4 separate regions of the Sus scrofa genome follow, and regions 2, 3 and 4 are each linked to region 1. The links are chromatin contacts, called in public Hi-C and HiChIP or PLAC-seq maps. All regions are on one chromosome and are shown on one strand. Each heading gives the region's core, a stretch centred on a gene start, on an enhancer-like site or on the middle of the called end of the contact. The rest is flanking DNA. Distances are from core to core; before and after follow the strand shown.

Region 1 (6,846 bases), core at 1,332-3,831:
GAGGACACCTGTTAGCAACACGCAATATTCACACACTGGTTTTCTTCATCGTATATATCACATTCCAATTTCTTTTTGGCTTGCCGTCCCCACAGGACCACAGAAGAAGGATGTCTGTTTCACTCCCTGATACACACGGGGCAAACACCTGGCCAGGGCTTACCATCACTCAACAAGTATTGGCTTCATTAACTGAGAAAAGACCAGCCAGGCTACTCTCTTCTCTCTGCTTGTGAGTATCACAGACCGGTTTGCTTGTGCCAGCTGCACCTAAGCCCAGCTCCCCTCAGCTTCTTCCATGGGGCAGGGGGGCAACCTTGTCTCATTTCTAGTTCAGAAAATCACTGGAAAAAAAATTCTAGTTCAGGAGTTCCTGTTGTGGCTCAGCAGTAAAAAAAAACCCGGCTAGTATCCATGAGGATGATGAAGGTTTGAACCCTGGCCTCACTCAGTGAGTTAAGGATCTGGTGTTGCCGGGAGCTGGTGGTGTAGGTCACAGACTCAGCTTGGATCTAGCGTTGCTGAGGCTGTGGTGTTGGGTGGCAGCTGCAGCTCCAATCCGACCCCCTAGTCTGGAAACTTCCATATGTCATGGGTGCGGCCCTTAAAAAGAAAAGAAAAGAAAACACACACACACACACACACACACACACACATACACACACATTCTAGCTCAAAAAAAAAAAAAAAGAAAAAAGAAAAAGAAAAAGATAAAAGAAACAGCAGCACAGTGCCTACTGTGGGCTAATCAAGACTCAAGCCATTTGGGGATAAAGAGGGTCTAAAAGGGTCTAAAAGGTGAGAGTCCAACATCCTAGGTTTACTATGAGAATTCAATGAGATTGTCCTTCCAAAGGCCTTAGAACTGTCACACAGTAAGCCTGACAATGACACAGGGCTACAATGAAGACGTTTATATATATCTCTCATATCAAGCATTGTGCTAGGGTAAGGGGTTGGCAACTTTCTATAAAAAGACCAGATAATAAACACTGTGGGCTTTGCAGGTCTTCCAATCTCTGCATGGAAGACTCTGCTGCTTTTGTAGCAGGAACAGCGGCCATACGCAATATACAAATGAATGGATATGGTTTTGCTCCAATAAATCAAAGACAAGCAGGCTGGATCTGGCTGCAGGCCATAGTCAGCTGACTCCTTTTCAGGGCAGTGCTGTCTAACAACAATATAATGCAAGACAGAAATATAATTTAAAATTTTCTAGTAGCCATGTTAAAAAAAATAGGTGAAATTAATAGCACGTTTTATTTAATCCAGTGAAGCCCCATATATTGCCATTTCAACATGCTGGTTGGTATAAACAAACTGAGACAGTTTACATTCTCTTTTTCATACTAATTCTCCCAAATTCACTATTTTACACTCAAAGCACATCTCAATCTGTCCATTTTAGGAGCTCAATAGCCTTGAGGAGCTGGCCGTTACTGCACTGAACAACACAGTTCTAGAACATACTCTAGTATAGACAATGCTGATATACACCTATACCCCTCGCTTCTGAATACATATCAAAAATAGAGTTTAGGAGTTCCCTTGTGGCACAGCAGGTTAAAGATCCCATGTTGTCACTGCAGCGGCTTGGGTCACTGCTGTGGTGCAGGATCACGTGCCTGGAGGCACAGGCAAAAATAAATAAATACATAATGCTAAGAAACAGAATAGGCAATTAGAGTGATTCTAGAGCCCTGCTTTAAAAATTAAAAAAAGAGTTTATACAGTGCCAGCAAGAGTAAGCCCTAGGTATCTGTTGAGTGACTGCATGTAAAAGCTTGTAAATATTAACTGACATGATGGTACATGGTTAAAGTGCACATGTCCACCCTAAACCCTGAGAAGAAGAGCAAAGAGAAATTTCCAAAAGCTAGTAACAAATGAGCAATAACCAAGATCTGTTTATATCTCTATGTCTAAGGTCTAAAGAGAAATTTTAAGTTTCTGGCCATAACCCACATACGCCTCTCTAGCTACACAGGGAGCCCCTTCCTCTATGGAGAGAAACGATGCCAAACGTTGGTAGAGGACTTGCAGTTTCTCAAGTCACACAATACTGTGCTAGGGCTCTTTCACTTTATGACGACCCCTAGTAAAGGTGCAGCGATGGGAAGGAACCAGCGCCAAGGGTCCACTCTGGCCCAAGTTCGGGTTTCAGTGGGTGGGGTGGCGCGACAAAAGAGGGCTGCTACAAGCCATCCAAGGATGACAGCCTGGCATCCAGCACACAGGCAGCAGCGGCCCCCAGGGATCTGCCCATCCCGAAGACCTCGGCTGGAAGGGGAAGACAGGCCGCTTTGGGGCATCCCCGTCCCTGAGGGCACCGAGAGCCTCCCCGGGCAAGGGGAGGCTTACTCTGGGAACAAGGCCCGCCTTTCTGCAGGAGCAGAGACACCAAGCAACCCACAACCGGGCTCACCAAGAAGTGCGGTCCAGACCGGGAGCCCTCGGAGCTCTCCCCCATCCAGTGGGAACTTCCAGGTCCCGGGGCGGGACCACAGAGGCTCACCCAATCCAAGCCCACCGGCTGGGAGCACGAACCCAGCGCCCTGCGCATGCGTACTAGGGAAGTGGCGCCTGCGCAGGGCGATCGGTGGGCGAGGGGACGCCCCGCCTTCTAGGAGGTCACGTGGCCAGGGCCCACAGTCGGCCCCTGGGCTTGAGCGAAAGGAAACTACGCGCGTTATCGCTTTTGAGCGGCCAAGTTTGTTGAGCTACTCTATAAAGTACGGTTCCTGCTTTAAGAGGTGCTCAGAAGTTCCCCTTGTAGCTTGGCTGGTTAAGAACCCGACATAGTGTCTTAATGAGGATGTGGCTTCAATCCTTGACCTGGCTTAACCAGTCAAGGATCTGGTCAAAGATCTGGCGTTGCCACCAGGCTGCAGTGAAGGTCGCAGGTACGGCTGCGATCTGGCATTTCTGTGGCTGTGGTGTAGCAGCTCCAGTTGGACCTCCTAGCCTGAGAACTTCCATATGCCTGCGGGTGCAGTCATAAAAAGAAAAAAAAAAAAGGTGCTCAGCTAAATGTTCACAAAACTGGACAAAAATGTGAATCATCAGTATATTTCATGCAGTGATAAATTCAACCAGTACTTAGGGCACCCCTCGCATGGCTCTGTTGATATGAAAATAGAAGACATCCATTAGGTAGACTTGTGCATCCGGCACGCCCCACCTGTACACAGTCTTTCCCTGCAAGGATCCAATAAAGACAGAGTGATGATAGAACTAGACAAAGTGGCAGCTTTCTCTGCTAATCAGAGGAAGGTTCAAGGAAGCAGGGCTTTGCTCCGAACTGGATGCTGTTAGGAAGCAGAGTGACTCTGTGAGCAATATGATAAACCTTACCTAGGAGGGAAGACACGACTGAGACAAAAGCTGTGATTAGTAAAGTGGCAGCAACAATCCATTTTAAAACTGTTGAAATACTGCAGGTTTATCCTAGATGTAATTCAAAAGATTCGTTTCAAAAGGCTATTCCTATAAAATAGTTTCTGTCACAAGAACAAAGCGAGACACCTTTTAATCTAATTTACTGCTGTGTAGGGTGTAAGTAAGAAGAAACTTATTTTTTTCTCACCAGTGCCTTGAAATAAGGTGTGTTGGCTCTCCCCTGCCGCTTGACTGCGCTATGGCTGGAGCTTGAGGCTTGAGCAAATCCCACAGCTTTGCTTTCCTTTTTCTCTTTTTCCTTCCAGTTTTATTGAGATATAATTGACATACAGCACTGTGTAAGTTTAACATGTATAGCATAACGATGTGACTTACATACATCAGGGAATGATTACCCCAATATGTCTAGTAAACATCATTTCACATAAACATGAAATAAAACAAAAAAAGTTTTTTCCTTGTAATAAAAACTCTTAGTATTTCCTTTTTTTTTTTTCTTTTTCTGCATTACCTGCAACATATGGAAGTTCTTGGGCCAGGAATTGAATCTGAGCCTGAGCTGTGACCTACGCCACAGCTGCAGCAACGCCAGATCCTTAACCCACTGTGCAGAGCCCAGGATCAAACCCATGCCAAAGGCTGCTTCTTTTTTTTTTTTTTTTTTTTTTTTTGTCTTGGCAGCGCCCCAAGGCATGCAGAAGTTCCTGGCCAGAGACTGAACCCGAGCCACAGCAGTAATAACACCAGATCCTGAACTGCTAGGCCACAAGGGAACTCCTGCATCTTTTGCTCTTTTTGTTGGTTCACCTTGGGCATTTTGGGGGAGATCCCAGCCTTGCTGGGGGCCCCTACTCACCCATTCTCTGTTCTGTCTGGGTGACCACCAGCTCCTGTGTTTGCCGGCATGTCCCACACAACCTTTTTCTGTTGGGTCACCTCACCTGCAGACAGGCCTCTTGGGCAAGGTCCTTCCAGAACAAGCTACTTGCTTGATATGCACTCAGCCCTTGGGAAAGCCCCAGCAGCTCTGCTTGCCCCCCAAGTCCTGGAAGCAGAGGCCACTCTGCCCACAGCCACTCAATTTATAGTCACAGGTAGTGCTCAGCAGCCCGAGCTGGCTCCCCATTTGTTGGGTTTTTCCAGGAAAGTCAAGCACCATTTCTTGTGCCCTTTCAATTCAGTTCAGGGTACCTGTCAATCTCTCTGAGTGGTTCTCTCCAAGTTCCCCTCCACTTGCCTGGAAGGCGGAAGGAAGCATCTAGATTTTTTTTTTTTTTCCTTTTTAGGGCCACATCCGCAGCATATGGAAGTTCCCAGGCTAGGGGTCAAACCAGCTGCCAGCCTACACGACAGCCACAGCAACGCCATATCCAAGCTGCATCTGCAACCTAGGCCACAGGTTGCAGCAACGTCAAATCCTTAACCCACTGAGAGAGGCCAGGAATCGAACCTGCATCCTCGCAGAGACTATGTCAGGTTCTTAACCCGCTGAGCCACAATAGGATCTCCCAGAGGATTCTAGAATTCTAACAGCCCTGTTCCACTCTTCTCCTGCACATCAGCTGAAAAGGAGTGACAGGCCAAGGGTGGCAGAAGTCGTGTTGGGCTCCTCACTTAGCCCTGTGTAGATGGTCTGGGATGTTTCTCTAGAAAAGTACCCAGTGTATGTGCCTTGAGTATGGTCGGAAAAGAAAAATAAAGAGAGAAAAAAGGAAAGACAGAGAGAGAGAGAGAGAAAGAGAGAGAGAGCAAGAGAGAGAGAGAGAGAGAGAAAGAGAGAAAGAAAGAAAAGAAAGAAAGGAAGGAAGGAAGGAAGAAAGAAAAAGAAGGAAAGAAGGTAAAAGTACTCAATGAGCACTTAACACTGTGCTCAGCTTTGGGCAAAACTCCAAGTCAGGAAAAGTTCCACTTCATATCCTCTCGTACCTGGAGTAACCTTTGAGTCATTTTCACACCTCTTGTTCTCATTTCCTACATCATTTGTCCCTTTTGCCGTTTCTCTAGAATGTAAGTTGTTGTACCAGCAATTTACGACAGCAGATTGGCAGCAGATGATGAAGGACCAGTGAGTCTGGCTTCCATCACTGGGTGGCACATATCACAGGATGGAAATTCAGAGGCTGTGACACAATATCTATACCACTTGGTTACTGGGCACGCTTCAAAATCCCATCTAATTAGAAAAAGAGCAAGTATAAAAAGAGATGGGATGAAAGGATACTACCTCAAACACCTCTGCTTGTCAACTCAATTGCATCCCTCCTTGCTGTTAAGGTATGTTGGTTTGTTTTTTTTTTTTGGCCATGCGCATGGCATGTGGAGATTCCTGGGCCAGGGATCGAACCCACGCCACAGCAATGACCCAAGCCATGGCAGTGACAGTGCCTGATCCTTAACCCACTGTGCCACAAGGGAACTCCAGTGTTAAGAAATCTAAGCCGAAGCCCACTGCTTGGGATTTCACTCGGTCAGAGTGACTTGGTTCCAGGAGTAAGGCATCTGCCTGTGATCCTGAGATGCGGACTGCTCCATGAAATGCCTCACCGCCTTTTGATTCTCAGGGTTTTTTTTAAAGTCATTTTGTAAGAGGAGTTCAGCAGGGTAAGACAAAACAAAAGCATTAAGCTAAAAATCACTGATCTGTGCTGCTTCCTTTGTCTTTTTTTTTTTTTTTTTTTTTTTTTGGCCGAGCCTGCTGCACGCGGAGGTTCTGGGCCAGGGATTGAACCCATACCACAGCAGCAACAATGCCTGATCCTTAACCCACTGTGCCACCAGGGAACACTTCTTGCACCCTGCAGCCTCAAGGCTCCCCCTCATGGACTCACATGGTACATACCGTCCACAGCCCCCCTTTCACAACATGACCTGGACATGCTACCAGAAGGGAACACTCATCAGGAACCACACTGTAAGGGAGAACCATGCTCATCCCAGGTCATCTAAGTCTTCACGGGGAGACACATTTGGCCAGAAGTGTACCCTTCTAATTTATGGTGCCCAAGGAAGCATTTCTCCATTTCAGCCTCATCCCCCACCCCCATAACAACCTCACACATTGTAGTCGCTGCATCATTTGGCGCATCCAATAGCGTTTATGCCACTGGCTATTCATTTCAAACCTGTCCCGAATACCAGCTAGTTTTCTAGCTGCTGAAGACAATGAAGGCGTCAACTCCTTAGTCATGACAAGGGTAAATCACTTAGATCAGTATGTTGGCTGGGACGATGACATGTACTCAATACCAGCTTTTACATGATGGGGTCCACCACGTGGTCCACGTAGACTTTGGTGGGTTTGGGCCACCCGGCTTTCAGCCCACCTTCTGAACAGCCCATCAGGTGCCTCAATCTGCCCTAGCCAGGGGGCAGCCATCTGACCCAAGCTGGGCCGATCGCATACCCTCCCTGGAATGTGAATTTTGAGCAGCGTACTGTTGGGAC
Region 2 (6,846 bases), core at 2,069-4,568, 790 kb after region 1:
GGATGGCGTGGCAGGCAGGGCAACGGGCTCCCAAAGACCGTCCCTGTCCCACCCCTCAGAACCTGTGTGTTCATTTACAAGGCAAAGGGGAAGCAGAGGGGCAGAGGCAATGAGGGCTACTAGTCAGCTGACCTTAACACAGGGAGGTTACCCTGGATTATTCTCGTGGGCCCGAAGGCATCACGAGGGTCCTTAAAAAAGGAAGAGGCAGTGAGAAGAGGTCAGAGAAGGAGATGCGAGCACGGAAGCAGGGTCAGAGCCAGGCGTCCCTCAAGCCTCCAGAAGGAACAGAGTGTTCCACTTCGGTCCTCCAGAACTTAGGATGCGGCAGCAACGGGGCTGCCCCGGGCCCACAAAGCCCAAGAGCCTCGCTACCTGGCCCCTTACAGAAAAGGTTCACCAGCTTCTGGTCTGCCGACCGTCTCTCCCCAAACTTCAACTTCTCTGGCCTAGTCTTTCTCAGCAACCTCAATCCCCCTGCCGAGCAGTCCAGAAATCACCATGGCAACTTTTTTCCCAAGCTATTCCTGCTTCTACTCTTCAGGATGGTCACGACTGATCTTTATTTGAGGTCTTTTAAAAACCGTGGCCAGAAGGCAGCATCCACCGGCTGGGCAGATGGAGGCTCTTTACTGTTCCCGAGAGAAGGCGGCTGATGGGTTTATCTGTGTCAACAAGGAATGGGTGCGGTAATTAAAAGCCAGCCGCAGACAAGCACGTTTCACATCAAGAGGTGTGATCTGTGGTCCGAGCCCCTGGGTCTGGGAAGACTACGTGCTTGACAACACAAGGGCACAGAAGGGACCAGGCCCTCTGGGGCTCAGGCCTTAAGAGCCTAGTGGCTCCCCTTTGTTGTGTTTTAGAATCCTTTGCATTTGGCCCTCAGCTTCCATGCTCCAATCAGGAAGCTCCAGCACCCTACGGATAGGTACTGAGGTTCCTGACCACGCGCCCAGGCAAAAGCTAATGCCAACTTACTGGCCATGTGAGTGAACCATTTCAGAAGTGGATCATCTGGCCCCAGTGAAGCGTCCCTGACGCCACCACATGGGAGGGAACGAAGCCTTCCTTGCTGAGTCCGGCCCAGATGGCCAGCCTGCGAGTTCAATCAACAATTACTGTTTTAAGCCATGAGGTTCTGGGGTGATGTGTTACACAACGGAGAGCCAGAACTTTGGGTCTTAAAATCCAGAGAGCAGACTCTGCAGGCAGGTGAAGTGACCAGTAGAAGGGGTCACAGCAGCCTTTCAGACACCCTCATCACTGCTGTCCTAGGATGTCGCTGTGGGATTTCACGGGTCTATGGTAAAGCTGGGACGACATCCTCCTGCAGAGCTGACAGGATTTAGAGATGAGAAGGTGAAATCATGGAGACTGTGTGTCCAATCAGACAGTGTCTTATAAATGAGGAATGGGGCCAGTGAGCACCAGCAGACAGCAGACCAGATTTCTGGTCCTGGCTGAGGGATCGAGTCAGGAAGGGGCCCCTGGACAGAAATTGCATCAATGCTCTCAGCCTTTTGCCCGTCTGCGTCTCATCTCTAGGACCACCTTGGTAAAAACTGGATCCCTAGCACCGTACCTGACACAGGAAGGCCTGTTTGTAAAAATCAACCTCTGGACCTAGACAGTTCGTGGAAAAGAGAACAGTCAGGAAATTAACCTTTTAAAAGTCTAGATCGTAAAAACATCAAACATATGTAAAAGCATAGAAGGTAACTCCGTAAGCAATGCCCGGACTTCATGCTGAGTGGTTTCTGAAATCTCTTGATTTCCAATTATCAAGAGGCTGTTCTAAAACAGGCAAAAGCAAGTAATTTCTCCTTGACTTACAGGCCACCACCCATTATCACACTCTTCTGAAAGCTCCTGCAACGTGCATGGGACTGGCAAAATGCTGCCGCATTCAAACCTAGATCGACGATCCTTCTCCAGAGCCCTAGGCATCCTCCAAGACCTCTGGATGCCAAGCGGCATTCTTTAGCTGAATGACTCCTGCATTAGTACCATCAGACACCCATTCGCAAATGTTTCTTCACTTCCATTACCGTCAGGGCAGCATACCAGGCATTTTCCACCTGGAAGAAGGGCTTCCCATATCCCCGAGAGCTGACTCAACAGCCAACTCCAGCTTCTGGACATGGAGTAACATCTCTCCTCCGTATCTAAGCCATCTTGGCCTAATTCAAGATCATTCAATTGTCTCCCCTGTTTCCTCCGAGAAGTTTCTAGTTTTAGGTTTTTCATTTAGGCCCGTGATCCATTTTCAAGTTCATCTTTGAAATGGTGGGAAGTACGGATGCAGTTGTTTTTATTTTTGTTTGGGGGATGGTTTGTTTGGGGGGGGGTGTCTGTGTTTGGTTTTATTTGGCAGCTGCAACAACTGTGCCAGCACCACTTGTTGAAAAGGCTGGCTGAACTGGATCTTTGCCAAAGATATCTGAGGGGGCCACCGGCCTGACCTCACTGAACAGAACAGACTACTTCTTGTGGACCTGAGACAGAGGCAGCAGTTACCCTCAAGCCATCATGGCCTTGCTGCCGGACACAGCAGAGACCCAGGACGACGACGAAGCTGAAAAAAGTCCATCAACTCTGAGGCAGAAAAGTTAACAGCACAGGGGATCCCAGCACGTGCGCCCGCGAGTTCCCAGGCTCTAAACACTATGCAGGACCACAACCTGGATAACTCAGACACCAGCACCCTGGACGCCCAACTCTGTCACCTGTGAGCTTTTAAAACGCCCCCAGACTCGGATCAGAATCTCTGGGGCATGGCAGGGAAGCGGCATTTTCAACCGTCCGCGGCGAATCCAGCGCGCTGCTGGGGCCGGGGACGTGGGCGGGACGCTCCCGACAGAGCCCGCCCGGGGCTTAGGATCTGCCCAGCAGGAACCCGGACCCCGGGTCGAGCACGCCCAGGGGCGTCCCTCCCCGCGTGCCCCGCACCGACGCGGTTCCCGCCGGCTGCACCCACCTCTTCCCGACACCCTGTGACCGCCCCGAGGTCGCTCTTCCGGGCTGGGGCCGCCCTCCTCGGCTTCTCCCGGACGCCGCGGCGGTGGCGCGGAGGCCGCATAGTGGCCGTCCCGCCCCGGAAGGGGAGCGGGCGGCCGCGGAGGGGGTCCCGGGCGGGCGCCGGCCCCGGCCCGGCCCCGCAACCGCAAGCCCAGCGCCCTCCCCGGCTCGGCCCCCACCTGGTCTCCTGGTTGCTGAACTTCTTGGTGACCACCTTGCCCAGCTCCAGGCCGAGCCGGTCGGCCACGCGCTGGGACAGGTCCTGGTGCGAGCTGCCGCTGAAGAGCACGATGTTGGGCATGGTTGCGCGCGGGGCTACAAGCGGCGCGGGGCGGCACAGGCGGCAGAAGCACGGGAGGCCCCGACGAGAGCGGGAAAGCGCGAGTGGAGGACACCAGCAGGAGCGGAGCTAAGAGGAGCTGGAGGGGGCGGAGCGGGCAGGAGGAGGAGCCGGAGAGACGGGGCTGGAGGAGGAGGAGGAGCCCGAGGAACCGCAAGGCGCAGCCGCAAGTCTCGGAGGAGGAGCTGGAGGGAGGCGGAGCTGCGGGAGGAGGGGCGAGAAGAAAAGGAACGCGCAGTCGCGGAATCCGGAGGCGGAGCTGGAGGGCCCCGGACGGAGGAAGGAGGGGCTGCGGGGTGGGAAGAACGCGAAAGCGCAGCCGCGGGCTCCGGAGGAGGAGCTGGAGGGGGCAGAGCTGCGGGAGGAGGGGCGAGAAGAAAAGGAACGCGCAGCCGCGGAACCGGAGGCGGAGCTGGAGGGCCCCGGACGGAGGAAGGAGGGGCTACGGGGTGGGAAGAACGGAAAAGCGCAGTTGCGGGGCTCGGAGGAGGAGCCGAGGGCGGAGGAGCGGGAAAGCACAGCCGCGGTTCCGGTAGGAGGAGCTGGAGGGGACCGAGCTGAGGGAGGAGGGGCTTGAGGAGGAGGTGGGGTGGGAAAGGGCAGCGGCGGAACCCGGAGGTGGAGCTGCCGGAGGAGGAGCTGAAGGGAGAGGGGCGGGGGAGGAGGAGCTGGAGCGGGAAGGGAGGAGGCGGGGCGGGAGGAGAAGCCGGCGGAGCGGGAGAGGGAGGGGGAGCAGGCTTGGAGAAAGTTCCTGCGAGTGCTGCCAGGCGGGGGATGCTAACACCAAGGCGATAGGATGAGAAACCCTGGGTGGCCTGGCTCCAAGGGAGAGCTGCGGGACCCTAATCTTGACTTTTCTGTCCTGCTTCGCGGGGGCGAGTCAATGAACCGGATTAACTGGGCACAGAGGGAGGGTGCGGAAAGTGGCGATGGAGGCGCCTTGCAGCCAGGAGCGACCCCCAACCTGGAATAACCCAAAACCCGTTGCAGATCACTGGTGCCCAACTGCAGGGGGTCTGCAAACGCATGCTGCCTGTTTGTACCAGAGCGCTAAACATTGTTTTACTCTTGAACATGTGTGTATCGATGATAATGACGACAATACCTTTGGACTCCAATTAGAAATATTATCCCTTTCAAAAAGGAACACCTTTCTCTCATTAGTGGGTGTGTACTGCAAAAAAAAAAGAAAAAAAAACCCACTCAATTACTATTCTAGTTTGGATTCCATCAATAAAACATTGTGAAAGTTTGTTTTCTCTCTTGTTACATATCTACTTACATGATATCCTCGCCGGTTTTCCTCTTGGCCCACAAATCCTGAATTATTTACCTAGGTTCCTTGAAAAAGCCGCAATGCCAGGGGCCATCTAAGCCCCGATCACAGGTGGAAGGGGCAAGATTGCTCTTGATGGTGAGTTGGATTGAACCAAGGCCCTTCCAGATTCCTTATTTTTAGGTGAATGCGGCAACCCTCCAGCCAGATCGCAGCAACTCAGAGGACTCAGGTGGCCCCCAGCAGCAGCAGCAGCCCTCAACCTCTTTGGAGGCGCCACTTTTCCCTCCCTCCCTGCAGACAGGAGCCAAAAGGTTTTCTCAAGAGGCAAATACAGGCATAGGAGAAGGCGATGTGTTACATGGTGATGGAGGACGCGCAGTGTTAATGATGCTGGTCACAGTTTAACATTCCTCAATGAAAACGCATTAAACAGGTAAGATAAATGTCTGGGTTTTTACCTGACATTGCTGAAAATTGCCTCTCCATCAAGAAGACAAGGCCACTTGCAGGTTGTAGGCTGCTCTAATTTGACTTCATACTATTGGGCATTGGGGGGTTGTTGGGATAATTCAAATCATTGGAATTTTTCATCCAGGTCTATGTACTTTGCAAAATAAACTACCTAGTCCATCAAGTGTTTCTATTAAACTCCTACACCCGCCTGCTTACCAAAATATTGCCCCAAACACTAATTCTGGCAGCTCTTCTGCCCTCTTTTCATTCCACCTGGAGATGTGTAGGTGCTCTATTTTTTTTTTTTTGAAAGAGAAAACCCTACTTGCAATGACTTATTCTCTGTGTATTTTATGGATAATTACCATAGCAATGAGATTTATACTCATACTCAACCATATGTCTAAAATTTTTATTGAATGAGTCTGCCAATGTAATTATTTTAAAGTCTCCTAATAAAATTTACTACCAACGATATTACTATAATTTTTATGTACTCAAAATTTGTCTCGTAGGCAAAATATATACACGACGTTCTTCTCAAAGGGAAAGCGGCTTCTTGTTAGCATGGTGAGGCTGCAGTTCTTTGATAACAAAACAGATGTACTCTGTTAAGCAGTAGAAGCTAAAGCCCCTGTCCTCTGAGTCTGTTAATGGCTGGGCGTTTGGAAGCGATGATTGAATTTTCACAAACCATGACTTCAATACTACCAGGAAGAAGTAATATCTGGGTTGGGACAGCTAATAAAATGGTTGTTGGCTCAATGCTTTGATGATGCTTAAATGCTGAGTGTAAACAAGGGGGGACTGTGCCACTGGGATGGATGACAATCATCTAAAATCATCATGAGTAGCAGTCTGTCCAGAAAGCTGTCACTGGTAAATACACAGGCTCAAATAAAGAGCTAGAGATGATTTTTATTTAACGATGAACACTTTCTCTCTGAAGCCCTTTTATTCGTGATACTTGGGCAGAGGAGTCACTCTTCGTTGTGGGCCCTGTCCTGTTCGTTGTAGGATGTTTAGCAGCATCCCTGGTCTGTCTACCAGCAGCACCTCCTCATCAATTGTGACAACCAGAAATATCTCCAGACATTGCTAAATGTCCCCCAAGGACTGAAATCACCCCAGCAAACAAACCACTGTCCCTTTCTTCCTCCACGTTAGCCTTTCCTTGGAGCTGCTTGGGTTTCCTCACAGCTTGGCTACTGGGTTTCAAGAAGATAAGCCTCAAAGAGCAAGAGCATATCAATATGTTCAGTAACCTCTGCTATTGTCGTGTTTGCCAGTATCCCATTGGCCAAAGCAAGTCACCTGGCCAAGACCAATGTCAAAGTGGTGTGGGTCAACATAAGGACATGAACACTAGGTCTACCAGCCCCCCAGTCCACCAACCGTCCACCCTAGGGCACTAGCTTCTTAGAATGTGGAGTTGAGAGAGAATCTGGGAAAAAGAAACACACGTTCAAAGACTCAGGACTAAGAGGATAAAAAGAACATATTAGTATAATTGGCTACATATGATCTCAGGCCAGATATATTGTAAAATGTTATTTTAAGATAAAATGTTAGTGGGGAAAATTAAAATCATAAGATAGTTCCATTGTTAACTTCCATCCTCACTGACTCATGGATAGGACTGAAATGGGAAAACTGATTTGAGTTCGTGACCAGTTTCACTTCTTGTATTCCGCATCATTTAGCCAAGTTCTTTGTATATTTAGAGAGCTCTAAATATTCATTGAATGAATTTATC
Region 3 (6,846 bases), core at 3,225-5,724, 670 kb after region 1:
CTGGGCATCTATCCAGAGAAAATCATAATTTGAAAAGATATAGGCACCTCAATGTCCATTTCAGCACTATTTACAATAGCCGAGACATGGAAGCAACCTACGTGTCCATCGACAGAGGAGTGGATCAAGAAGATGTGATACGGAGACACAATGGAATATACTCAGCCCTAAAAAAGAAGGAAAGTATGCCCTTTGCAGCAACATGGATGGACCTAGAAGTTATCATGCTAAGGCAAGTAGTTCAGACAAAGACAAATATCATCAGAGAGCACGAATATGTGGAATCTAATAAAAAATGATGTGAAAGAACTTATTCACAGAACAGAAACAGACTCAAAGATTTCAAAACCAAGCTTATGGTTACCAAAGAGGAAACGTTGGCGTGGGGGGAGGGATAAATTAGGGGTTGGGATTAACATATACACACTGCTATATATAAAATACATAAAGAACAAGGACCTACTGTAGAGCACAGGGACATCTACTCAGAAATGTGTAATAACCTACATGGGAAAAGAATCTGAGAAGGCTGTATGTATAACTGATTCACCTTTCCGTACATTGGAAGCTACAAACAACATCGTAAGTCAACTATACGCCAACAAAATTTTTTAAAAAGAAAAGAAAAAGAAGGTGATTTCTCTGCGAACGTGAACTTTCCTATGTAGCCTGGCTCTTCTTAGCACGTGATCTCATCTGTTTTCAGTGTACTAACTCTATGACAGCAGTCAGCACCTCTCCATACTTCTTTTGCTCCCTTCTTTTTTTTTTTTTTTGTCTTTTTGCTATTTTTGGGGGCCACTCCCGCGGCATATGGAGGTTCCCAGGCTAGGGGTCGGATCGGAGCTGTAGCCACTGGCCTACACCAGAGCCACAGCAACGCGGGATCCGAGCCGCGTCTGCAACCTACACCACAGCTCACGGCCACGCCGGATCCTTAACCCACTGAGCAAGGGCAGGGACCGAACCCGCAATCTCATGGTTCCTAGTCGGATTCGTTAACCACTGCGCCACGACGGGAACTCCGCTCCGTTCTCTTAATTCTTTCTTTCTCTCTTTCTTTCTTTCTTTCTTTCTTTCTTTCTTTCTTTCTTTCTTTCTTTCTTTCTTTCCTTCCTTCCTTCCTTCCTTCTTTCTTTCTTTCTTTCCTTCTTTCTTTTTCTTTTACAGGATAGTACCATTTTGGTTTTATTTGGCACCCCATTTTCTAAAGCCTTGAAAGTAAGCCAAACACAGAACTGGTATTTCTCACATTTGATAGAGGAAGAAAGAGTAAATAAGTGACTGGCCTAAAGGCGGGAATCCAATGACCAGCTCTGCTCAGACAAAGATGGTGGCCTCAGAGTCTGGGGCTCCCGGAACCCATTCATCGGGCTGTCTCTTCAGTCTTGAGCCAAAACCCTCAATCCTCGGCAAAGAGGCTAACAGACACATTCTGGTCTTGGGGGAAAGGCTACCTCTGAGGCCAATGGGAAGACGGGTCGTCTTGATCTTTCCTGCAGTTCCCAGAATGCACTGCAGGAAGTGGGGCGGGCAGCTCCAGGCGCTACCAAGAGAGGCTATTTACTGTCCTGCAGCATTGAGGGCTCAGTGCCATGATTCCCAGCGCTGGGGAGGGCAGTACTCTTGCTGCGTTCAGAGTCCAGCATTCACACGTTCTGAATCTAGTTATTATGCTTTGGTCTTGGAGAAGGAACCACACTGGCAGAAAGTGATGCAAAAGGGAGGAGCAGTCTGTCTTTCCTTTAGGGATTAGGGAGAAGGCTGACATGGATGAATTCCAACCATATGGCGAATGCTAAAAGCCAGGTGTGGGAACTCAGGGGTGAAAGCAAAGGTCTAGAAAGGAGGGCGGGGAGACTCCCCCCAGGAGGCAGAATTTAAGCTGCGACTTGAGGGAGGAGGAAGAGGCCCAATCGCCAGTCCACTGTATACCTTTCCTGTGGCCGCTGGAACCGATGACCACAAATTGAGAGCTTGAACGACACACATGTATTACTGCACAACCCTGGAGGCAGAGGTCTCTCGAGGGTTTCACAGGACCCAAATCAAGGTGCTGGAGAGCTGGGTCCCTTGCTGGAGTCTCTAGGGAAGAATGCACTTTCTTGCCTTTTACAGCTTCTAGAAACTGTCCACATTCCTTGCCTTCTGACCCCTTTCTCCATTTGCAAAGCCAGCCACATTGCATCTCTCTGATCCTTCCCCTGTAGTCACGTTCTCTCTGGTTCTCTCTCCCTCTTCCACTTGTAAGGACCTCTGGGGTTACTTTCACCCCACCTGAATAATTCAGGACTCTCTATTTTCAGCTGACTAGCAGACTTCATTCTGGCCACAGCCTGAATTCCCTTTGGCTGTGTAACCTCCATATCATAGGTTCCAGGGAGGAGGATGCGAGCATCTTTGGGGGCCATTATTCCGCCTACCGCACCCATTTTACAGATTACTTATTGTGTGGCCTTGAGCAGTTTGTTCTGGACCCTCTGAGCCTGAGGCCTCCCATCTATTAAACAGAGAAATAACGCTCGCCCTGCCCATCTGGCGATGTTGCCCTGAGAATTAAATGAGATAGTGTAAGTGAAAGTGCTTTAAAAATGGTAAAACCGTATGTCAGCATGTATGCTCCTTTGGGGGCAAGGGATGACAAGGATAAAATCTCTTGTGAGATTCTGCCACATTTCTTCCCAATTCCACATGCAGTGATGTCACACTGGTGTCTTGAAATCAACCATGGTGGGAGCATTTATACCATGGAAATGGGCAAACACTACATATCAGGGTGCTGCCCGCCCCTCTCCCTGCCCCCAACCAGCTGTTAAGCATTCCCAGCACATCACAGCTTTATCCCATTATTTGACATACCAGCTGACATGGTTATTGTTTCTTCGGAGTACAGATGAGCAGGGGGAAGCTCCAAGCCAGTGAGAAACCTGCATCAGTGCACGTTGGCTGGTAAGAGGGGGCCGGTGCCAGCTTGTCATACACTCCAAAGCTCTAGTCCCTCCACCACACCCCCACAACCACACTATACACCCCCCTAACTCATCCTGTTAGGATGGTTAGTCTAACTGTCCCAGAGGCTTCATGGGGCAGATGGCCATTTTTTGGGCCATGAGAATGAGGTTTCCTGGGACTCACCCAGGTCACTGCCTCCATTGGTGGCCCCTGTGTATTAACCTTCAAGCCGACTTGACCTCAATTGTGCCTGGAGCCTTCTACTCCAGGGTTTAGGCAACATATGGAAACAGTGACCTCATCATCCAATGCAAAGGTTCAAAGGGATTTGATGCAAACAAATTGCCAGGTCACTCAAAAGTCAAAGTGCCCCATGGCTTCCTTTTAGACAACCTGGAGGTATGTGAAGGTCAGCAAGTACAAGCACTCCATTCAGAGATGGAGAAAGTAAACAGCAGGCTGGCATCCTATGGGAGCAGTTAATGGAGGCGATTCGAGAGAGAAAAAAAATGGACTCTGCTCCATTTTGATCAGGTTTCCATTCCTCTGACCCTATGCTAACGGGGGGTTTTATTTTATTTTTTGGCTGCCGCGCGGCATGCAGAAGTTCCCGGACCAGGGATCAAACCCGTGGCACAGCAGTGACACCACCAGATCCTTCACCACTAGGCCACCAGGGAACTCCAGGGGTTATGTTTCAAACTGGTGCTCAAGGCAGAAGGCATCTAGACTAGTTGGTGGGCGTGGGAATTCACAGAGGAACAAAGGCTCACAACTAACAATGGTTCTCAGTCTTGGCTGAACGGTGGAATCACCTGGGGAGCTTTCAAAACTCCAGCACCCACGTTGTGTCCAGATCAGTTCATCAGACCCTCTTGGGTGGGACCCTGGCCTTGCATTTGCCCACAGAAACTCCCAGCTGATCTAGGTTTGACCGGCTGCTGCCGAGCTTATTTTCCGCACTCCCGCTTTCCTGGGGGTTTCTATTGTGTGTCAAAAGTCTGTTTGGGAAAAGCTTAGTATCCAGTTACAGCTAAAGGCCCTGGCTGGGCAGAAGGTGAAAGGCCTTAGAGCATTTTCTAGAAGATGTTTCAGGGAATAAAAAAAGCCCCACACCCAGCAAACCAGTTTTCCCAGCCTTGTATGACATCACCAGGAGCCAATAAAAAACTTTCACTTGAGTTTACTGGTTCATGTCTACATGGATTAAACCTAGAAACTGCTGGACAAACTGTGTACGCTTAGGTCACCCCCCCCCCCCCCCGCCGCCCCAAACTGCTCTTTGTATGAGATCGAGCCCATTCTCTGATTTGCACTAGATCCAGCCTTTTATCGACTCGCTTTTTTTCCACGCACTTGCTCTGAGGCTATGGTAGTAGTACTGGTTGGAGGAGGGTTTGTGTCCACAGGCAGGTGAGAAGCCAGCTCTCAGAATAAACAAAGATTCCACACCCTAGCGCCTAGCGAAGCGGAAAGCCAACGCTTTTGGTAGACTGTGGCTGCCCCCTGCCGGCAGTGATTGGCATTGACTCGTGGGGAAGCGTTGCAAGCCCCCCGCAGTCCCCGCTGGACCCACCTCATGCTGTGGCTCCAGACTCAGCAGCCAGGCTGCCGGCGGCGGAAAGAACTTTCCAGGAACCTATCCGATGGGGTAACGCGAAAAGGAAGACACACGCATCTAGGAGTTTACATTGTCTTTGGACCATGTTCACCTGCATCTTAAATGAGCCTTCCTTTGCAATGTTTCATGTTCTGTGACCAGAAAATCATGATGGCGTGTTCAGATTAGTGCCTAACTTGCAACTTCCGGCCACTGGAAGCTGAGCAGCTATGCAGAGCCATCCAGATGAGGTGGAGGAGCAGGGAGACCCGAAGAAGCCAAACTGTTCAGAAGGCGTTTGCTCAAACTACATCCCCTCAGCATTGCCCAAATGGACATCATTAGAAACATATTCATTTGGGCTTAAGATACTGCCGTCCGTAAACGAACCATGGAAATCTCTGGAAAGGCTAATATGTGCATCACTTATATAATGAATGTATTTATCAGATCACTTTCCAGAATTTCATTCCCCATGTATTCAACAGTTGCCCTAACATCCACTGGGCTTGGCACTTGGGGCGAAGGCGGGGGCGGGGGGGGGGGGATACAGGCGTGAGGAAATTGCGGTTCCTTGACTGCGGTTCAAGGAACTTTTGGTCTTGTTGGGGAGGGATCTGAAGCGACTAATTGTGACCGAGACAACACAAAGAAGTGCCAGGATAGGGGAGCAAAGTGCTGTCAAACATGGAAACCGAAATTGTTCATTTTGAGTGCGGTACTTGGGTGATGCTTGGACCAGTGGGTCTCCAAGCATGGTCTCCACCCAGAAGCATCAGCATCACCCGGGAGCTTGTTAGAGATGCAAATTCTCAGGCCTGCCCCGGGCTGTTTTAACAAGCCCTCCAGGTGATGCCTGCCCAAGCTGAAGACCCACTGCTTCAAAGACAAGATGATGTGGGCTGGAAAGAGGACCCAAGGGACACATGGGACTTTCATAATTAAGATGGGCGGGCATTTCTCATCCTCATCCCTTATATCCGTATGGTGATTTACACCCTAGTATGTGATCTGACCTTTACAACAGGACATGAGACAGAGAAGGAAGCGAAACAAGTTTAGATTTCAAAGCAAATAAGAACTGGGTACAAATTCTCACTCTGACACCAAGCTGTGTCAGCTGGAGCAAGACCTTTAACCTGCTTTCTTACCAGTAAATGGTTACAGTTCTGTTCTCTGTGGGGATTTTTGGTAAGGATTAAATACAGAGCTGCTGTTCACTAAATGGCTATTATTTCTATACATTATTTTTATAAACCCCTGTTGGGAGTGAGAAAACCCAAGCTTGATTGTAGTTGTGAGGCTGCCCCTTGGGTACCTGACTCAGTCCTGGGGTGGTTTCCCTCCCAGACAGTTTTCACTACAGAGGAGGCCTCTACAAGGCCTTCTCTCTAGTTACAGATTTGTCGGCATTTCTGGGTTTACCGCATGGGGAACTCTAGAGGGCGCCAATGGTTCATGAAAATGGCAGTCACTGACGCAGAGCTGGAAGCTGAGTGAATACCGAGAAGTAGCGAGAAGGTGGAGTCGCACATAAAGTGAACATATTGCTTTCTCCCCCAAACTAGCCACTTTTAGGCCATGTGCATCATTTCTACGATAAACATTAGATGACTATCTGGAATTTTCCAAATTTTATTCCGTATTTATTAAACAGCTGCTCTAAGATGCTCTAGGGAGGAGACACGTGTGGGTAACATTGTGGAATAAACCCCCTCCTGTTTTTTCCCAAGTTTAAGGACTAAAGTAAGCAACTTTTTATAATCTATACCCAATGGATGGAGATTTGAACTCTAAGAATTTAGTAAGTTTTTTTTCTCTACAGGTGGAGCATATAAACTGGCATCCAGTGGGTAGAGACCAGGGATGCTGCTAAACATGCTACAGTGCACAGGACAGCCTCCTCCAACGGAATAGTCTACAGTCCAAAATGCCAGCAGTGCCAAGGTTGAGAGATCCTGCGCTAAAGATTCTCACCATCACCCCAAAGTCAACACATCAAAGATGAAGACTTGCATTCCCCAAGTTTACCAGATCTTTTTAAAATTTTTATTTTTAGGGCCCCTTTTGTGGCATATGCAAGTTCCCAGGCTAGGGGTTGAATCTGAGCCATATATGTGGCCTACACCACAGCTCGTGGCAATGCTGGATCCTTTGCCCACTGACCGAGGCCAGGGATTGAACCGACATCCTCATGGATATTAGTCAGATTCTTAACCCGCTGAGCCACAATAGGAACTCCTACCAGATTTTACAAATGTTGCTTCATTGTCTTCCCAACTCTGTCAGGCTAA
Region 4 (6,846 bases), core at 2,072-4,571, 640 kb after region 1:
GAGATCACCAGGGGTGGAAGAGGCCCCGCATAGGCACAGGCCTTCCCCCAGCTCCCCCACATACACAAGCCTTGAAGATAACAGCCCCAAAGCTGTGCTGTTCTCCTGAAGCAATCAAGGAGCTTGCACATTCCCTCCGTGGGAAGACTATAAAGTGTGGCTGTGATGATGGAGGAATTGGTGACATGGAGAAACGACTAAGACTCTGTCCCCAATGTCCTTCGGTGAGCCTCTTTTACTTCCTCTGTTTTTGCTGTATCGATCCTGATCAATTCAGACTGAGCTGGAGTCCCAGCAAAGCCCAGGCCGTGTGACCTTGGGCTTTTAGGCAAATTCCCTGGGCCTGTTTCCTCCTGGGGAGAGAGGGGGGTGGAAGATGCAGTGGCTAGGGTCTCCTACAGTGGGAAGGATCCCTCACTTTACCCGTGACCTTCAGGTCCCCTTGGTGTCGATGAAAAATACTGTCTGCTCGGAAGTAGCAGGGATATAAGTTCCCATACTGATTCAGAAATGCCCCGGTCCTCCCTCTGAGAAGATCCCCTCTCGGGAAGAAAAAAGAATTCTCTTCCTCCATTAAAAAAAAGGAAAGAAAAGAAAAAGCACTCTCCCCATTTCCCATGTGCAGCAGCTGAGTGTACAGTGTGATACATACAGAAGCTTCTGGAACCCCCTCCCACCACCAAGCAGCCAAAATTCAATCCTTACCAGGTTTTTCAGTTTACTTTTTTTTTTTTTTTGGCTACATTAGAGCTTTGTCCTCCCAGGAGAGAAGGGTCTTCTCTCCCATCACTTCACGACTCATCCATTCCCCCTTCATGCTCATTTTCGTTTTAAAACTGAGAAATCCAGAGTTGGGTCCGCTTCTCACAATCGGATTTCATCTTTGCACTGCTCGAAAAATGCACACAGCAAAAACCTACGTGTGCTTGGTTTATCTTTGTGCCTTGGGCATTTTCATTTTGCCCACACCCTTCCTTGCAGGCAGGAAGAGAAAACGCAGGGCTGGAGGGCCGGGCTCCATCTCGAGAAGGCTCTAGACCTTTGTGCTCACTGCTCTTTTCTCGATCCATCCAGTAGGCTGAGGCCCTTCGGGTTTTGTACCCATCCCTTCCCTTGCAAGGCAGATACAGGCTTCTAGCCGATGGTCTGCTTGATTGTCTAAACCACAGGTAAATGGTTTCCTGTGCATTTCTCAAAGTAAGTGTTGAGCAAAGGAAATGAAATCAACCTGTTTAATAATCACCAATTTGCCCTCCACTCCACTCCTTCAAAAAGGGTTTTAAAGGCAGGGGCAGTTTAACATCTTGGACATTTGCATTGTCAATCTTAGCTTCAGTGAGTACCAGCCTTAAAAGCCATCTCCACTTTAATAAAATGTGTAACTCTTTCTTTTGAAAAAATACCTGCACTCTTCCTTATGTAAGAATGGAGGAATCCACTCAAGACCTTAAGATAGCTTGTTTTCCTTTCTGCCTATTAACGGCCCCTCAATCTAAGGCTTGGCTTTTACCCACCAGTTTAAATAGGTGTATTCAAATGATTGAGAAGTTATCAAGGACTCAAAGCTAAGCCCTGGAGGTGAGCCAATTAAATCCTACTGGATTTTAAACAGCACCCATTTCATCCTTGTCCCCCTGGTGTCCTTCAAATCCAACAGTTTTTCATTATCTAAATTGAGAATTCATCTTAAGTCCTAATCATGCATCCCAAGTACACCGATTTCATAAAAGCTATTTTAACGACTTAATTCCAATTGGAACCAGCCATTAGACAGAGGAAGCACAGCTCTTGAATCCTTTTATAAAGCAGTTATTAAAAATGTTAAATTTTCCCTTATCTCACAAGATGCATTCGCAATTGGCTCAATACCCCTGGCTGTTTGACACCTGAAACAAAGAGTGTGCCTGTGAATCACCACCACCTTCGGGTTCTTGATCAGGTGTGCAAGAGATTCAGTGCTGGCTTAACCCTTTTTTAAAAAGAACTGCAAATTTATGTTTATCAAAATTTTCATTCAACTCTGGATAGTAAGAATTCCATCAGCCTAAAAAAAAATACAAAAAAACCAAAAAAAAAAAAAAAAAAAAAAAACCCCATCTCCCGGTTACCTAGCATAGACGCGAGGTATTTCAAACCTGGATGAAACCCATTTGTGTCTAGCATAGACGAGAGGTATTTTAAACCTGGATGAAACCCATTTGTGTCTAGCATAGACGCGAGGTATTTCAAACCTGGATGAAACCCATTTGTGTCTCCGGAGAATTTACCCAAATTACCAGATGTCTGTCACCTCCTGCTTCCCAGCGCACCCACTCTTTTGGCCCTTTTGCCAAGGTTTCCTCTGAGGAAGCCGCTCCTTTCAGAGACCAGACCATCACACCAGCCACGTTTTAAACTTTTTATTTGCATATTAAAAAAATTGTGCATTCCAATAATTAAAATCATTTGAACAAAAAAAAATGGCACTCTGATTAAACTGCATTTTACAGCCCGCAGGACACCTTGGACCAGCTCGCTTTTTACTCTAAATTCCACCCAGCTTCCTCCTTCACCAACATGCAAGTTCTTTTCCTTCCCTGCCAGCCACCCAGGCAGATGGGAGAGGCAGGCGCGGCCTTCGTGTCAGTAGTTCGCCATTCTTTGATGTGAAAAGGGGCAGCACAGTCATTTAAACTTGATCCAACCTCTTTGCATCTTACAAAGTTAAACAGCTAAAAGAAGTAAAATAAGAAGGCAATGCTTGTGGAATGTACAGTGCATACTGGCGGCGCGCGCCTCATTACGACTCGCCTGCTTGCTTCTCCTGTTCAATCGCTGTGACCGGAAAGAAAAAGACAAAAAGAAAAAGAAGATGGAGGAGGCTGACGAGGCGAATTCAGTATAGCCTAGGATAGGAGTCCCGTACTTTCGTTTTAAAACATCTTTATCACAAAAATTCTCCAAGGACAACTGAGGCAGCCCATCATGCGATATGTGCATGAACCTGAACATGTGTAAATATGGTCTGTTACACATTCCATTAGGAAATTATTAAACCCCTGTGTTTGTTGGCTGCAAAACGCTTTTAAATTAACCTTTCCAAGCCATATTCATCAAAAACCTGTGGGCTCCTCCCCCGCACACCCCGCCCCCCACCCCAATTCTTCTCCCAGCCCCTCCCAAGCTCTCCTACCCGCCCCGCCCTGGCTTTTTCTTAAAGGGGGTGGGGGGGGCTTGCTTACTTTCTTTTGAAGGCAGTGGATTTTTCTCTTGCGTTTCTGTCTTCTTCAATTTCGACTTATCGAATTTCTCAATCTCAGCCATATCGGGTTTGTCAGACATGGTTGCAGAGGACGCTGCAAAGGTACAAAGCCAAGAGGGAGGTTGACGGCGAGCCACCCACCCTCGGCTCTCCGGGCCCAGAAATGCGCTTCTGCCCTTGCCTCTCCCGCCTGAAACCCCAACTCAGCCTCCTTCCGCTTTCACTCTGGGCTAAAAAAGATCTTCCTCTTTCTACAGAGAAAAAAAAAAAAAAAAAGAAGCCTCCCCCCCCCGCCCCACCTCCTTTGAGTATTTCAAAAGGCCGGGGACCGAGCCGAGGCTCTTCTAAGGTGAGATAAACTCTCACATTTGGAGGCTGTCTCTTTCGGAACAATGAAATTAAGCCTTGTGGCTCGTTAACTGCAGCGTTTCAACTTCAGAGAAGAGCGTAGCCGTTTGGCGTTTAAGGGCAAGAAAATCGAGTAAAACTTCTTAAAATGAAGCCACGGTGGCACAAAGCGTTTCCATTTTCTATCCACGGCCTCTCTCCCAAAGATGCGGGCTGCCCTGCTTTCTTCTCTAGTCACAAAGGCGGCAGCTGCTGCCGGGCGCCGCCGACCACCGCCCTACCCGCTTCCTCCCTCTCTCGCTCAACAATGCAGCCAGCCGCGCACAAAGCTGCCCCCGCACCCTCTGGATCAACCCTGATCTGCATTTCAGAGCCATTCGGCTGCACCGCACACATTGCCCTGCGAGAAGGACCTTTGCAACATTTCACAGCACAGCCTCCAGCCGCCTTAAACCCCAACAGATGCAGCCCACGGGGCTGGAGGCAAAACGGGATTGCGAAGCCCCGCGCTTGGGTGGGTGTGAGCTGGAACAAAGGATCTTTCTGTTCCTATTAATCACCCGCCTAAGAGGCAAGGCAGAACGCCTTTGGGGGAAGGGAAAAAATGTTCCCTTCGAAGCTGCATAGCAAAACGCCAGTTTTCACTTAAAAAAAAGAAAAAAAATCACCGAGTTCCCGACCCGGCTACCCAGCATCTGGAAGGGTTTGGCATCCCCAAGCTCCCCAAAGCAGCCTTTTCCCGGGAGGACGACTCAGGCTCGGCTGTGGGGATGCTGGCGGGGAGAGCGGGCGCGGGGCAGGAAGGGGAGCGGAGGGCAGGAGGCAGGGGCCCCGGGGCTCACCGGAGCGAGGCGCGAGCGAGAGGAATCCGGTCTACGCAGTGGCCGCCGCCGAGTGCCGGGCGGGGCGCAGTGGCTGTCGCTATATGCGCGCTCCTATGTAAATGAGGTGATGTCACCCGCCGGCCCGCTTAACCCCTTCGCGCCGGGTCCCCGGAACGGCGGAACGGCGTCCGGGCCCTGCCTGGCGTTGAGGGGGAGGGGGGCTGGGCCCGGGGGAGGGGGCGCCACCCGGCGTCCACCCGTGCACCTAACCGCAGTGAGGGTGAAAAATAAAATGCGTGTAGCCCACCCTGCAACGCTTCCTTTATAATGCATTTTCCCCCTTCTCTGTTCTGTCATAATGGATTTTTGCAACAGCCGCGCAAACCTGCTCTTGGGCACCGGAACCTGGTAACTAAGGGCCTAGGTGGTACCTAGGGGGACAGGCATTCCTTTACTGCGTAGCTGCAGTAAAGGAGCATCCCCAAGGCGGGGTGCGGTGTCCCCTGCCCCAGGGCCTCGCCCTCTGCAGGGGTGCGATTCCTGTGACTCAGCTTTGAGGCCAGGGGAGGCCCTACGCCCCACCCTGGCCCTCTTTGTCTCCTTACTTGCATTCTCCTAGACTTGGGTGGGAGCCAAAGCACCCTTAAGTGATTGGGGAAGAAAAAAAAAAAAAGTGTTACATGCATTTTTTTTTCATCGCTAGCACCCAAATCAAATAACTGGAATATCTGCTGGTTGGCAGTTCATTTCTCAGGAGTATAGAGAGCCCGTCGCCTCTCCCTGAGAAAAAAAAATAAGTCAAGTTCAAGCTCTGCTGTTGCCTTGCTGCCTGGACAAGGAGGAAGTTCTTTTACTTCTGCTGTTCCTTATTTTCCTGAATTATAAAAGTGATTGCGAAGGAGGCCCCGGGTGGAAGGCCCAAGACTGCAATCGCACCATCTCTAACACCCGAAGATGGAATTTAAAAGTCGAACTCCGTATTGCGAAGGGAGGCTCTTGAGCACGATTCCATTTTGAAGCGCGCTTCTGAGTCACGTCCGGAGACGCGGGAGCTCCAGGGGCCGAGGAGCAGTTTTCAAAATGGCCCCTGACTCTGTCCCACGAGGGGCCCTTCCCCCGGCAACTTAGCTGCCAGTACCCGGCGGGGGGGGAAGGGGAAGGGGGGGTGGCGGCTGCCCGGGGCCTGGGGAAGAAAGAAGAATCAGGTGGTGACTGTTTTTTGGAGGAACAGCACAATACGCTCCCTCCCTGCGTCCTCAGAAAATGTTTCCAGGAGCCCCTCGCTGATCGTGTTTCTGGCAGAGGCTTCGGCCGCCCTGGGGATTAGAAGCCGTTGTGCGAGAGACCCTGACGAGCCCCAGCAGGAGCATCTTCGACTTCCCCATTTCTTCCACGTGGACTTCCTTCTTCTGGGGAGGGAGGGGGAGGGGGCTGCGGGCAGGGGCAGGTGACAGTCTGGGTTCCTGGGTTCCTGCTCCACTGGGCGGCTGCCATTCTGCTCTCCGAATGGGGAGGGGGGGGGCCCACCGGGCCTTTGGGGGCAGGCACAGGATGTCACCTCTGCGGTGACACATATCCCCCTGAACCTCGGGCCCGAGAGTCCACTTCATGGTGGAAACTCAGCAAAGAGCCCACAGGGTGGACTTGTGGCCCCCGTGCAGCTGCCGGCTGCTGCGTGCTGACACCAGCTCTGCCAGGTCTGGGGAGTCCATTTCCCCTCACCCAGCTGCTGTCAGAAATCTCGTCTTTTCAAAGGACTGTCACTAAGTTCCCCAGCGTCTCCCCGAGGCCTTTTCCTCCGCGAGGGCTGGAGGGCTGGAGGGCTGGGCCTTGCCGAGCAAGTCTCCAAAGGCCATGCAGGCCTGGCGATTCGTAAATGCCTGGAGCATTTTTCTAGTTGGCTAACCAGCAGCCCTCCTGCTGCTGCGTTTCGATTTGGATCTAGAGAAAGGGTCAGAGAGGGAGGCAGCTGCTGAAAGGGAGAGAGGCTGCCATGTTGGGCTTTGCCTGGCTGACTTGCCAGAGGTTGGAGAGAGGATGGAAAAAGCGGGATTCAGCTGGAAGCAAATGCAAACGCGGGGACGAGGCCTAAGAGTTGTGGGCCCCGGGCCTGTGAATGAATCTTTCCAAGAGGAGTTTGCTCCTCTGTGAAATGGGATCATTGAGTGCTTCAGCCGCCCACCCTGGGCGGTTGCTTCTGACAGCGTGTGACCGTATGGTTCTTGGTTTGCTTTGTATTGCTGCTGTTAGTATTATTCAGGATGGAGGGGTGAGAGACAAAGAATGTTTCTTGTTTGGAATTGATCGCGAATGTTAGATGTTTTTATACTAGTTCTTGCTCTTATGAAGTTTCAGGATACTGAGATGTTCCTGAGATCTTTGGCGAGGTTTCCAGCACATAAGAAATAATTCCGGTCAGGCATTGCAATAGGG

What was found. Hi-C and Micro-C count contacts between places; a contact is called where the count stands out from the background. HiChIP or PLAC-seq counts read pairs in DNA pulled down with a chosen protein or histone mark.
Region 2: a Hi-C map of alveolar macrophages shows a contact between it and region 1, with 2.1 times the contacts expected there. The contact joins the promoter of LOC110257839 here to the promoter of TCEANC in region 1. A contact is called at or near these places in 2 of 47 Hi-C or Micro-C datasets (alveolar macrophages and heart right ventricle).
Region 3: a Hi-C map of alveolar macrophages shows a contact between it and region 1, with 3 times the contacts expected there. The contact joins the enhancer-like site here to the promoter of TCEANC in region 1. A contact is called at or near these places in 10 of 47 Hi-C or Micro-C datasets (alveolar macrophages, embryonic fibroblasts, epiblast stem cells and 7 more) and 1 of 2 datasets of contacts at active chromatin or transcription factors (alveolar macrophages).
Region 4: a contact with region 1 is called in an H3K27ac HiChIP or PLAC-seq map of alveolar macrophages. The contact joins the promoter of TMSB4X here to the promoter of TCEANC in region 1. A contact is called at or near these places in 4 of 47 Hi-C or Micro-C datasets (embryonic fibroblasts, epiblast stem cells, heart right ventricle and 1 more) and 1 of 2 datasets of contacts at active chromatin or transcription factors (alveolar macrophages).

The regions. Positions count from the first base shown.
Region 1 is chrX:10,289,411-10,296,256 of Sscrofa11.1, reverse strand. It overlaps TCEANC (transcription elongation factor A N-terminal and central domain-containing protein), which reads right to left and starts at 2,581. Exons shown (of 2, transcript XM_003134933.4): 1 at 2,429-2,581.
Region 2 is chrX:9,501,626-9,508,471 of Sscrofa11.1, reverse strand. It overlaps LOC110257839 (histone transcription regulator 3 homolog), which reads left to right and starts at 3,318. Exons shown (of 4, transcript XM_021080605.1): 1 at 3,318-3,396; 2 at 3,433-3,890; 3 at 4,818-5,070. The coding sequence starts at 3,318. The coding sequence ends at 5,042. It overlaps PRPS2 (phosphoribosyl pyrophosphate synthetase 2), which reads right to left and starts at 3,438. Exons shown (of 7, transcript NM_001243801.1): 1 at 3,198-3,438. The coding sequence starts at 3,319.
Region 3 is chrX:9,624,134-9,630,979 of Sscrofa11.1, reverse strand. No RefSeq gene overlaps it. Among named protein-coding and RNA genes, the nearest start is that of TMSB4X, 23 kb to the left of the region's middle. Within about 2 kb of position 4,474, at least 27 of the 83 cell types and tissues checked have an H3K27ac peak or open chromatin away from gene starts, as enhancers often do. A contact at or near this core is called in alveolar macrophages, epiblast stem cells, mesenteric adipose tissue and 2 more, where this site is marked.
Region 4 is chrX:9,647,201-9,654,046 of Sscrofa11.1, reverse strand. It overlaps TMSB4X (thymosin beta 4, X-linked), which reads right to left and starts at 3,321. Exons shown (of 2, transcript NM_001044555.1): 1 at 3,222-3,321; 2 at 2,780-2,814. The coding sequence starts at 3,321. The coding sequence ends at 2,780. It overlaps LOC100511794 (a long non-coding RNA gene), which reads left to right and starts at 4,644. Exons shown (of 3, transcript XR_002340577.1): 1 at 4,644-6,846.